2 separate regions of the Mus musculus genome follow, and region 1 is linked to region 2. The links are chromatin contacts, called in public Hi-C maps. All regions are on one chromosome and are shown on one strand. Each heading gives the region's core, a stretch centred on a gene start, on an enhancer-like site or on the middle of the called end of the contact. The rest is flanking DNA. Distances are from core to core; before and after follow the strand shown. Region 1 holds the start of Alg14 (asparagine-linked glycosylation 14). Region 2 overlaps Tlcd4 (TLC domain containing 4).

The links. Hi-C and Micro-C count contacts between places; a contact is called where the count stands out from the background.
Region 1: a contact with region 2 is called in a Hi-C map of the N1E-115 cell line, with 4 times the contacts expected there. The contact joins the promoter of Alg14 here to the enhancer-like site in region 2. A contact is called at or near these places in 3 of 39 promoter capture datasets (the C10 cell line, the HPC-7 cell line and liver), 10 of 484 Hi-C or Micro-C datasets (the G1E-ER4 cell line, the N1E-115 cell line, cerebellar granule neurons and 4 more), 4 of 115 datasets of contacts at active chromatin or transcription factors (astrocytes, embryonic stem cells and hepatocytes) and 2 of 9 other capture datasets (adipose tissue and pancreatic islet).

Annotation. Positions count from the first base shown.
Region 1 is chr3:121,288,482-121,295,170 of GRCm38.p6, reverse strand. It overlaps Alg14 (asparagine-linked glycosylation 14), which reads right to left and starts at 3,431. Exons shown (of 4, transcript NM_024178.3): 1 at 3,188-3,431. The coding sequence starts at 3,323.
Region 2 is chr3:121,236,061-121,242,039 of GRCm38.p6, reverse strand. All of the region lies in intron 1 of Tlcd4 (TLC domain containing 4), which reads left to right. Among named protein-coding and RNA genes, the nearest start is that of Tlcd4, 24 kb to the left of the region's middle. Within about 2 kb of position 2,744, at least 59 of the 459 cell types and tissues checked have an H3K27ac peak or open chromatin away from gene starts, as enhancers often do. A contact at or near this core is called in the G1E-ER4 cell line, the N1E-115 cell line, astrocytes and 3 more, where this site is marked.

The DNA.
Region 1 (6,689 bases), core at 2,182-4,681, 52 kb before region 2:
CGACTGACCCTGTTACCAAGGTTCCATTGTATTCTTCTATTACACTAGGGGAGGGGGCTGGAAGCTGACTCAGTGGTTAAGAGAACTTGCTGCCTTCCCAGAGGACCTCAGTTTGATTCTTATTACCCACATAACTCCAGTTCCCGGGACTCGGACGACCTTTTCTGGCCTCTGTAGGCATGTACACACAGATGCACACATGTCACAGAAGCATCTACATATACATAAATAAAAATAAATCTTTCTTAAAGTAGGAAGGAGAAAATTATTTTAGTAGATGGGCAGCCACATGAATATACAGATATATTCACACATAAAAAGGAAATCTTTAAAAAAGAGACACACTGGAGATCATTATGAACTGATAAAATACTATTAGATATACCTTAAAACACACCCAGCATCCAATCACTTCTTCATTTCTTAACTTTTTTTAAAAAAAGATTTATTTATTTACTTTATAAGTACACTGTAGCTGTCTCCAGGCACACCAGAAGAGAGTGTGAGATCTCATTATGGATGGCTGTGAGCCACCATATGGTTGCTGGGATTTGAACTCAGGACCTTTGGAAGAACAGTCAGTACTCTTAACCGCTGAGCCATCTCTCCAACCCCCATTTCTTAACTTTTAAAGATTTATTTAATGTCGGTTGGAGAGATGTCTCAGAGGTTAAAAGTGCTGGCTGCTCTTCCAGAGGTCCTGAGTTCAATTTCCAGCAACCACATGGTGGCTCATGACTATCTATAATGAGATCTGGTGCCCTCTTCTGGCCTACAGGCATACATACAGGCAGAACACTGTATACATTTTAATGTGTATGGAGGTTTTGTTTGCATGTATATCTGTGTGCCATCTGTGTACCTGGTGACCATGGAAGTCAGAAGAGGGTGTAGGATCCTGCCATGCTCTGTACAGCTCCTGAATCTGACCTAACTGGGTGATGAGGGAATGAAGGACATGCAGACACACATACAGAATAGGTAGGCCTGGATGGTCTGGGCTCTCTGATGAAGAAGCCACAGGATCCCAGAAGCTAGAGCCTTTATTATATACAGGAAGGCAGGGTGATCACATACATATATGCAAGGAAACAGGGTTATTATGTTCAGCTGGACAAGGGGGCAAGCTTAGCTCTGTAGGAACAGTCTCTGTATGGGAGCAGTCTTCAGGCTGTAACATCTCTGGGGGGGAAGAAAGCTATACTTTGCATATTCTATCAACATTCCAACAAGGACCAGAGAAAGGCTTTGTCATCTCTCTGCACTTCACCTACAGAAGGCTTTGCCACTCCCACGGGGCCTGGCCATATCAACAATACACATTCACTCAGGACCCCACTCAATCCCCACAGGGTTCCTAGAACTGGAGTTATAGATGGCTGTGAGCCACCATATGGGTGCTGGGACCCAAACCCTGGTCCTGCACAAGAACAAAGACCTTAACTGCTGAGCCATCTCTCCACCCTTCCAATCACTTCTTACCACCTCATCTTGCTTCACGCCACTGTCATATAAATTATAAATACAGCTTTATATAGATCATATCCCCACTTCCTCTCCCTATACATCTTGAGGTAATTTTCATGTGATAATATTTTACTTGTGTTCAAAAGTCCCCAGTAGCTTTGCATCTCACTTGAAATAACTTGTATTTCTTACGCAGTTAATATGAGATTTCTGTCCTTCTCTGTGTGGCAGCTACTCCTTCTGTCTCATCTTCTGTTTGTGTCCTATTTCCTTCACTGCTGCGCCTCTGTCCTTTCCCTAGTGTTTGTCACGTAGGCATCACACTGTGCCTTGTGATGCTTGTTTTGTTTGTTTTTCTATTTTCAGTTTTGTTTTGTTCCAGAGCTCAGTGTAGTGTCTGGCCATTCCCATGACTCAAAATATGTTAAGTAAATAAGTAAGGAATTATAATTGCATGTTAAGTTTGGTACATTTGCATACATCATAAATATCATTAGTGTGTGTGTAGTCACTCATCACATAATGATGTTTTAGTCAATGACAGGATATTGGTCACATGACATTAAAAAGGAACAGAAAATTCCTTATTGTCTAGTGACACAGCAACCATAACACAGTAGCCCAAGGTAATCTATGAACAAATTCACTGTGCTGCCTGCAATATAAAAAAGTACAATATAGGGGCTGGTGAGATGGCTCAGCGGTTAAGAGCACTGACTGCTCTTCCAAAGGTCCTGAGTTCAAATCCCAGCAACCACATGGTGGCTCACAACCATCCGTAACGAGATCTGACGTCCTCTTCTGGTGTGTCTGAAGACAACTACAGTGTACTTACATATAATAAACAAGTCTTTAAAAAAAGTACAATATATACTACTATATACAGTTCATAACATTTGATAACAATAATACACAACTACATTACTAGTTTGTGTATTTTTATTAGTGTGTATTTTTTTTAAAGCTACTGTAAAACTGTATGGTCTCCTGCAGAGGCTGCCTTAAACACCTCGAATTTACTGTGTGTCTTGACTGCATCATTTTCTGTTAGGCAATGGTTTTGTTTTACTGTCCCTGGAGCAATAGGTTATAACATATGTATTCCAGACAGCATTGATATAGGTTTGGGTATCACCTTGGTTGTTTAAAGTTGAGTCGTGTTTAACTATACACTCGTCAAAACTGTTCATCTAAAATTTTAAGTTTTAAAATGTTCAGAGCTGACTGGACAGTTTATTACTCATATCCTGTCACTCTGGAGGTATCGTCGTATGGAGTGTCCACGTTTTTATCCTCAGGGACTTTGCGCATTCATAAGTGCGACAACTCTACTTCGTTTACCATGTAATGTTCACATTTCTTAAACTAAGTACAAAGACCTAGAATTAATAACGCACAGCAGCAAAGAGGGCAACAATATGTCAGCATCAAAAGGCTTCGGCGTACTCCGTCGCTAATTATTTGTTAGAAAGCAGTACACTACAGAGAGGCTTAATTACAGACAAGTGTAAATGACCTGTCTTAATGACAGGCGGCTGGGTGGCGTCAGCTAACCAGCATTTTTTCCTGCCTGGGGTGGCCGGTTCCGGGAACGCAAAGAAACTACAAATCTCAGCATGCAGCGCTCCTAAAGGCGCTAAGAAGGGCGAAGAGAGTCGCGATGCATTCTGGGGTTTGTAGTGCCTAACTCAAGACCGTCGGCCTCCGCCCGGATACTTACCGGATCCAGCCACGATCAAGAGTCTGAGAGACTCTCGGGGAGTGACGTGATGGGGCCCAAGCACGGTCCATAGTCGCTGGAATAGCAAGATCACTAGCCCTGCGGCTGTAGCAGCTAGAATCAGAATGCTCAGCATTCAAAGGATGGCGCATGCGTGTAGACCTGGCGCCAGCGGTTAAAGTTTGCAAGCACCGCGCTTAAGAGCAAACAGGGAGCAAAGCGCCTCTCTGTGGGCGGGGATGGTCTGCACTGGGCGGAGCTTGCCAAGTTGGGCGGTCAAAGTTCAGAAGTGTGGCTCTGATTGGAAAACGCAGAACGACGCGTCTCTTGCGTCTCAGTGAGCCGGGTTTGTCCGTGATGGGTGGGGCTAAGGGCAGTTTGCCCAGGAAGCGCTACAAGGAACAGTAATGGTTTTGTTACCCGAGTTTGTGCTGCAGTTGTGTAGTTGGAAAGTTAAGTGCTGGAGAAGTTTGATTTCTGCCAGTGGCGAGGTCAAACTACATGTATGGTAGAAGGACCACGAAGCCCCGGGTTAGTAGCTGCTCCTGTCCTGCCAGGTTTTGCCTGAGGCTCCTGGCATACATCACTACTTCCTTTCTTCCTTACGGGTTCCAAGACAAACCGAACTAGAAAATTTTTGCCAGTCAGAGGCATACTCTTAGGGGGAAAACATTCAAATCCGCCCTTTCCTGACATTTATGTTTTCTAGACAGTTTCACAGATCTCAAACTATAACCAGAATCCGGATCACTTCAAGCTATGTCATATTCCTGGGAGGATTGGAAACCCCTTGGCTTCAGGTAGCAAGGGAGGAAGACATAGCCCTGCAGTTAAGTTTATCACAAAGCATTTCTGGCTTATTCCTCCCGCGGTCCTCTGAAATGATAGACTTCCACTGCCCACTCTAATCCCAGTTGTGCGTGCGTTTGTGAACTTAGCCTAAATTACAGCAAAATAAAACCTCTTGACAACAAACATTCCTTCAGACCCTTATGGGGTTACAGATTGAATAGGTCAGGCATGCAGACAGGTCGAGAAAGGTGCTACAAATTGGCCTAAATGCAATAATGTCATGTCTAGAATTAGAAACCAGAAATCCTAACTCCTGCTGCCTAAGAATGCTACACCATATGGTCCGTTGTTAAATTCAGTTTGGATTGACGATCACATTTACCTGGAGCCTAGAATGCTTTTGGGAGCGATACTGAGTCAGAAGTTCCAGGAAGGCGCCCTGAGATCTCCTTATAAAGCTAGGTGTGTTGGTTCCCGAGTCAGCAAACTGCTTGGGAGATTTCCTGACTGTATCTCTATCTTGTTGATATTATAGCACGGTGCCTGTGGGCTCTTTCATCACTCCTTCTTAACCTCATTCTTTACAGTCAGGTTCTATGTAAATGTTACTCTTTGAATTACAATAGGGAAATAGATTACACAAAAGTTAATTTGCCTGAGGTTATTTATGTGATGAAAATCAATAAGAATGCCAGACTTTTAGACAGATATCATTTGTGGCTCAAGGGCTGGGGGGGTGGGGGTGGGGGCGGGGAGACAGCACAAAGGTTAAGAGCACTGGTTGCTTTTCCAGAGGTCCCAGGTTCCAGGCCGAGAACCCACATGGTGGCTCACAACTTTCTGCCACTCTGGTTCTAGGGGATCAGATGCCTTCCTCCCAACCTCTGCAGGCACACACATGGTGCCCAGAGATAATCCAGGCAAAACACATACACACATAGAAACAACAACAACAAATCATTGAAAACGAAAATAAGGCAGAGAAGCAATTGAGAAAGACAATGTTGACCTCTGACCTCCTCACACACACACATGTACACACACACACACACATTAACATACACAGGAAGAAGGAGTGGCTCAAGAATGTTACAAAGTGTCATGCCGTTTTCTTTCAGAACCTTCTCTGCTGTTCTCCAAAGTGGCTTCAACCTACGAGTCGCTTCATATTTAAAAGAAGTTATTAGTGGGCAGACATGGTGATGTCTACCTTAGAAGTTGTTGTGTTGGTCATTGGGTCTGTATTAAGGAAAACACATCTTTTCAGAATCCCCTATGGGAGACTTTCTTTCTCTATTTTAAGCCATATTTATGTCACCCATACATAAAATGAAGCAGACCCCAAAACTGGTAGAGATAGGAATGGAGGGTGATGTAAAATTCAAAGATGATATATGGTAATTATATGGAGGGTGGATATGGAGAGGAAGCAAGGAGAGGAGGTTGCTTTTATAGGCAGTTGTGGTGTTTGGATTGCTGGGAAGATGTGTGTGTGTAAACTGACAGGCACTGCAGATGCCAGGCATGCATAATTTCATGGCTCCAGGCCCCACTTACTTAGCATAGAAAGGATACTATTACACTTCGTATTACCTTACCCTCATGTCCTCTCATTATAATCCTAAAACTATAGAAAAAAAATCTAGGTTGACCACAACTGGGACAAGTGGACTGTGATAGTGAAAGGAAATAAAACTTGAGACATGTGATTCATGTAATTTATGTCAAATAGCCCAAAGAGTTGTTTGTGAGCTTTAAAACCTGGGGCTGAGAACATAGTAGAACAGGCCAGGACATGCCCGGGCAGGCCCGTCGTTACATGTCCTGACTGGCCTAGTGCCTCCCTATCTCCTGCCCTTCTGACAGTCTGTTGATGTTTAAATGGACCAATCATGTAAAACGGCGCCAATTCCTCCCCCAGCCCCACCCCTTTTCTATAAAAACCCCTAGCTTCCAAGCATCAGGGTTGAAACCACTGTCTCCTGTGTGAGATACGTTTCGAAACGGAGCTCCGCCATTTTGGCTCCACCATGTGGTCGACACCTCTGTCTCCTGCGGGAGATATGTGTAGGCATGGAGCTCCGTCATTAAACTACCTCATGCTTTTACATCAAGATGGTCGTCTGTTCGTGATTCTTGGGTGCGCGCCGAACGAGAATTGAGTGGGGGTTTCCCCACTAGGTTCTTTCATTAGAATGTATAGAATATGTTCAAGAGGTCAGGATAGCATCACAGGCTAAGCGAGGCAGTTAAGGCCGAGCCGGAAGGAGCAGCAACAAAAGTTTTCCCAACATATTGATAACAGATTCATGGTGCTCTGGGAAAGCAGGCAAAAAAAAAATTAGTAGTGGCTGACGAGGTGAACAATGTGTGTGATTCACACCAATCTATAAACATATCTGGGAAGTGGTCATTCTTGAATCTGTTCACTGGAGTTTCTTGAGATGGTCTTGGTAGTTTAAACACCTAATGCCAGCACTTGGGAGGTAGGTAGAGAAAGGAGGATAATGAATTCAGTCATTCTTAGCCCCAGAATATGTGTAAGGTCTGTGTGGGATGAATGAGACTGATCCTCAAAAATACAGGGAAAAAAAAAAGATTTCTTAAGGTTTCTATGTTAGATATCTATTATCAGACACATTTGTGAAGTTTTTTACAAAGTTGGATTTTTTTTTCAGCATTCTAGACAGGATTGACTGTGTTGATGTAG
Region 2 (5,979 bases), core at 1,495-3,994:
TCATATTCTGAACCATAGCGTGAAACAGAGAGTGAACTATACGTGCGGAAGGCCATAAACCCTCAACAGTTTTAGCATTGGCTGGTGAAAACGGGGATGAGTTAGGGGCCAGGTATGCTTGGTAGGGCCCCTCATCTCTTTCGGCTGAAGCAGCCCCAGGGCCCTGGATTTCCCTCCCTGTAGGCTGGTGGGCGATGGTGGAAGGAGAAGCTACTGATTGGGACCCTTATGCTCAGTGTTGTTCTTAGCACCCTAAGGAGCAGACTGATCTTCCCGTGAGAGCCTCGTTGGGTTTGCTGTTGGGGGAACCAAGGTTCAGTTAAGGCAAGTTAAGTAGCTGAGACTAAAGTGATACCAAATGTTCTGGGGTCACAGGCATCCGTCACCACCCCTGGTTTATATGGTGCTAGGTTAGAAACCAGGACTTCTTCGCTCATGTCAGGCGAGACCTCTAGCCTATTGAGTCCTTTTTAAGAAATCTCCTTGCAGAGTCCATCAGCTCTTCATGGTGTAATTTATTTCTAAGCCCACTGCGTTAGTTAGACAGACTTAACAGTTCTTTAATATGTGATTAATTCTGGGTAAACGGGTACTCATACTTTTGACAGAAAGGTATACTTTTCCTAGCCTGATTTTAAGTGAGTTTGAGGTTCGTTTCCTTGTGCATGATTTATTTATTATATGGTTATCTCTCACTGTTACACCGTTAGGGCACTCTCTGTGTCTGTCTGTCTCTCTGTCTCTATCTCTCTCTGTCTCAATGTGTGTGTTTCTTAAGTTTACCCTGTCAGAATTTTTTTTTTTCCTTTGTGATTTGTAGTCAAATGTATCAGCCAGGAGAGAGATCCAGTTCTTTGTATGACCCATTAACTAGCTTAGGATTCGCCAAGTTTTGCTAGCCAGTCACATTTTTTTCAGTCACAAATCCATCACGAGAAATGTTTGGAACTTTGCAGGACTCAAGTTTGCCTTTTATTTGACATCCTCCAGTCTTTTAAGAGCTGCCACTTTGTGGGGGTGACACGGGAGGGCATCAGTGATGGCTGAGCTGATGTAGGTTGGGGGATGGGAAGAGGAAAGTGAGATAGTGCTGTTCACTGGGTTGTGAAGGCTTGGCTTGGAGGAAGGGCTGCTTTAGGCTCAGCTCATCTTGGGACACAGAGCTGTGGGACCTGTGTGATCCTGTAGGGGACCATCCAGCCCTGGTGCACTGGTACACTGCGGGGATGGGGGAGCGGGGTGAGTACCAGAGCTGCACATAACCAGAGCTGTGTTAGGCGTGAGGATGCAGAGCCAGGCAGAGTCTAGTATGCAGAGAGGAGGCTCCATACAACGAGGCAGCAAACATTGCCAAGCTAAGAGTTTGCCTGGTAGCCCTCTAGGTGAAATGAGAATCGTTTCTATCAGAAGAGGGGGACAACTGGAGATTGGCTGCCCTGTGTATTGAAATAAATGTGGAAAATGGGGAAGGGAGCTTGCTAGGATGGAGAAGGAATGCTAAGCATGAGTGGGGCATTGTTCTCAGCTTCTTTCTGCCCTGTTGCTCTTAAAGACACACACACAGCCCTATCCCGGGCCCCTACACTACACATCGAGGCAGTGTTTCTTACTTGCATGTCTGAGTGATTCAAATACATTCCCCCAGAAATCCCTGTACTTACAAGGGAATAATGAGTGGGGGGAAATGAGGGTCTGGGCTGTGCTAGTGGGTGAGGAGTTGGTTCTAAACACTCTCAGGGGAACTGAGTTGTTTGAGCTTCTTCTGCCTCAAAGCATCTAGTTGGTATTTCAATAAAGTGCTAACCAGACAAACATAAGGACCTAAGTTTGATTCTCAGAACCATGTTTAAAGAAAAGAATGTCAGTTCTAGGAAGGTAAGAGTCAGGCAGATGGATGGAGGCTCACTGACTCTCTAGTGTAGCTTATTTTGAGCTAGGTCCAGACCAATGAGACATTATGTCTCAAGAAGAAAACAGAGAAGACGGCTCCTGAGGAATGACTCCGACCTCTGCACCCAAAGAGAATGTTTTCTTCCCTCATTACCCTCTGATTCAAGTCATTGGCTACCACTAGATAGCTCCTCACCAGTACGTCTGCTGGGTATTCTTTGCTAGTGAGGAAGGAACATCATGGTACACCCTGAATCCTTGCCTTCCTGCTGGCTCACAAGGTGGCTTCTCCCATTTAGCGCTCTACACACACACACACACACACACACACACACACACACACACACACACACACACACATACACACACACATACACACACACACACACACACACACACACACACACACACACACACAAAGCCTGGTATACAGCTGACAGTGACAAATGTTGGCTGTATTGACAGTTCTGAGGTGACGATGTGAACGGCTTTTTGCCATTTCCAGGACCATGCATCCAGAGATGAGAATGGGTGTCCTCCTACAGGAGAAGGGATCTCTAGTGAGGGGAAAGAGAGGGCTAAGCTCGTTTGTGACCTAAGACCATCTCTCGGGGAAAGGACAAGCAAGCAGAATTGTACTCAGCAGATAATGGAAGTTCCTCTAGTGTCTACAATTCTTGTGGATCAAGACAGCTGATTGATTGTATGGTAGACTTCATTTCTCAACAGTCTCGTACACTTTCCCCGTCTGTTTCAGCCGCTCTTTTCTAGGCCAACTCCCACTAGGCCAGCTTCCTCGCCTCCTGCCAGCTGCTGGCCACACGTAGAGGAACATGAATGAGGCTTAATGCTTCTCCACTCTCACTGTGATTTCCAGTGCTTAGTGATTGCCAAGTCCGTAAAGGCCCTCTGTCTAGGCTAATATTAGACGTCATTTTCTCTGTCCATTGTTACCCTTCCATCTTCTGATTGGCACCTGAAGTGGACGGGCATGGGCAACTGCTGCTACCAAGAGGCCTTAGCTTTCTGGAGGACATTTAAGTAATCTCCAGATGAGGTCTTTATTTGACATGACCAATTAAGCAAGCAGCTGCTTATTCAGAAGCAGATCTGAGATAGAGCAATTTAATTAGCTTCTGTCTGTTGAGCCCTTAGTAGAAGCCACAGCTCGAATATATGGTATTCTTTGTTTAGTTATAAATGGAGCCCCCTCCCTTGGCAGAGAAATCCTCTCATCATATATACCCCAAGAAAACAGACAGTAAATCTGTTGAAAGTATAAAGTATTGGGGGTTGGAGAGATGACTCAGCAGTTAAAAGCACTTACCATCCTTTCAGAGGACCTGGGTTCGAATCTAAGCACCCATGTGCTTAGATTAGACTCGCACCATCTGTAACTCTAGTTCCAGTGAATGTGATTCCCTCTTCTGGCCTCTGCCTGCACCAGCTGTGCACTGGGTTTACATACATGCATACGTGCAGGCAAAACACTAATACACATTTTTTTCCCCCCGAGACAGGGTTTCTCTGTATAGCCCTGGCTGTCCTGGAACTCACTTTGTAGATCAGGCTGGCCTTGAACTCAGAAATCTACCTGCCTCTGCCTCCCGAGTGCTGGGATTAAAGGCGTGTGCCACCACACCCGGCAAGAAATCTTTAAAAAAAAAAAATAAAATATTTGTCCACCATAACAATTCATTCATGAAAACTAGGACTCGGGGGAAGTAATATATATATTTAAAAATTTTTTTTAAAAAAATCTGTATCTATTTAATGTATGTGTGTTTGCATGATGTGTGCATGTATATGTAGGTGTGTGTATGTGTTATGTGTGTGATGTGTGTATGTGTGTCCTTGTATATGTGTTAAGACATACATGTGGAGGTTAGAGGACGATTTGCAGGAATTGATGTCCTGGATCCACCCGTGGATCCTGGGGTTGGAACTCGGGTGTCAGGTTTGGTGACAAGTGCCTTTTACTTACTGAGTCACCTTTTGGGCCCATATGATACTGTCTTTATTTTTTCTTTTCTTTTTTTTTTTTTAACTTTTTCTTCTTTTTTCTTTTTTTTAAGATTTATTTATTTATTATTATATGTAAGTACACTGTTGCTGTCTTCAGACTACTCCAGAAGAAGGAGTCAGATCTCATTAAAGATGGTTGTGAGCCACCATGTGGTTGCTGGGATTTGAACTCAGGACCTTTGGAAGAGCAGTCGGTGCTCTTAACCACTGAGCCATCTCACCAGCCCCCTTCTTTTTTCTTTTTAGACATTTTTCCCCCGTAGACCAGGCTGGCCGTGTCTGTCTGTCTGTCTGTCTGTCTGTCTGTGTGAATTCACAGCAATCGACTTGTCTCTGCCTCCCTAGTGGCACAACTGCTGGGAGTAAAAGCATGCACTACCACTCCTGGCCCCGAAATGCATTTCTTAATGGTGAATTGCTAGTGGTTTCTTTAGGGTATTAGTTAGTTAGTAATTCACAAACTTGGTAATGTGCAATAAGTTTTATGACAACTTTTAGGAAGCAGTCAAGAAATGCCTGTGTATACACTGAATTTTAACAAAAGTGCCAGCAGCCCGTGCCCAGGGCCAGTGGCGAGCATCCCAAGCCTTCAGGCAAACCATGCTCACTGTTGGGTGTAGACTCCATTCTCTCTAGCTAGTTATCTCCTGGCTTCCAGGTTTGCACTTGTTTTACCTCTAGGAAAGGTGGCACATAGTTCTGTCATAACACATTTAGTTGATGTACCAAGCCTACTTTCCTGTATTATGTGATTAATGGTAAACCTAGACTAAAAGGCCACAAATTGATTTTTTAATGTCCAGTACACACATTGAACTAAAAGAAATATAAAAAGTAAGTATGCAATAAAGTTAGTGGAGTCGTACAGAGAAAAATGGCAACATCAATAATTTTACCAAGCTTACACCAAGGGGTGGGGGCAGAGAGCCAGGAAGGGGAGGGAGGGAGACGAGAACTCACTATAGACATAGTGCTGTCTATATTCTGAAGGAACACTGTGGGAGACTGATTCAGATGATGTCCTGGTTGGCAGGGGATGAAGTGGGCTCAATGCTACCGCTTAGGCAATGACCTGTTGTTCTCTCTGGTGAGTTGGCTTCAGGAGGTGACTTCCTTTCTTCACATCGGGAGCTTGAACACGTGTGTTGATTCATTTCCCTCCCTCTCACCTGACCGGCCTCTCAGAGACGCTCGGCTGCTGGATATGAGCAAACGCTTTGGCTCTTTTTGGTCTGAACATACTTAAGATTTTTTTTTTCTTTCTCTTTTTGAGACAGGGTCTCTCTGTTGTTCTATCTTCCAGCTCACTTTGTAGACCAGGTTAGCCTCAAATCATTGATATCTGCTTCCCACCTGCTGGGATAAAAAGCATCTGCTACCATGCCTGGCCCTAAGACTTTTTTAGGAGCCAAATAAAAGTTCAGCTCAACAATATAAAAAGCATACTTTGAGTGTGTGTGTACATGTATGTGTGTACATGTATGTGTGTACATGTATGTGTGTACATGTATGTGTATACATGTATGTGGGCATTACTGCTCTTTCCATTAACTGTTCCAACGCGCCTTTGCTTTATTTTATTTTTTAAAGTAAATAATACAGTTTTAAAAATGAGATAAAAAGCTGTGGAGTGTTTTTGGTCTAAGGAAAAATATTAACATTATCACAAACTTATAGTTACAGTAATATGGCTTTTGTTTTGTAAAGATCTATTATTTATTTATTTATTTATTTACTTATTTTTGAGGCAAAGTTTCTCTGTTAGCCCTGGCTGTTCTGGAACTCGCTCTATAGACCAGACTGGCTCAAAGCCACAGATAGTTAAAGATCTATTATCTATCTATCTATCTATCTATCTATCTATCTATCTATCTATCTATCTATCTATCTCTATTTATTTATTTTTGAGGCAAAGTTTCTCTGTTAGCCCTGGCTGTTCTGGAACTCGCTCTATAGACCAGACTGGCTCAAAGCCACATATAGCCACCTGTCTCTGCCTTAAGGCATGAGCTACCACTGCCCTGCAGGTTTATTTAATAGTTAATTGTGTGTATGCGTATCATT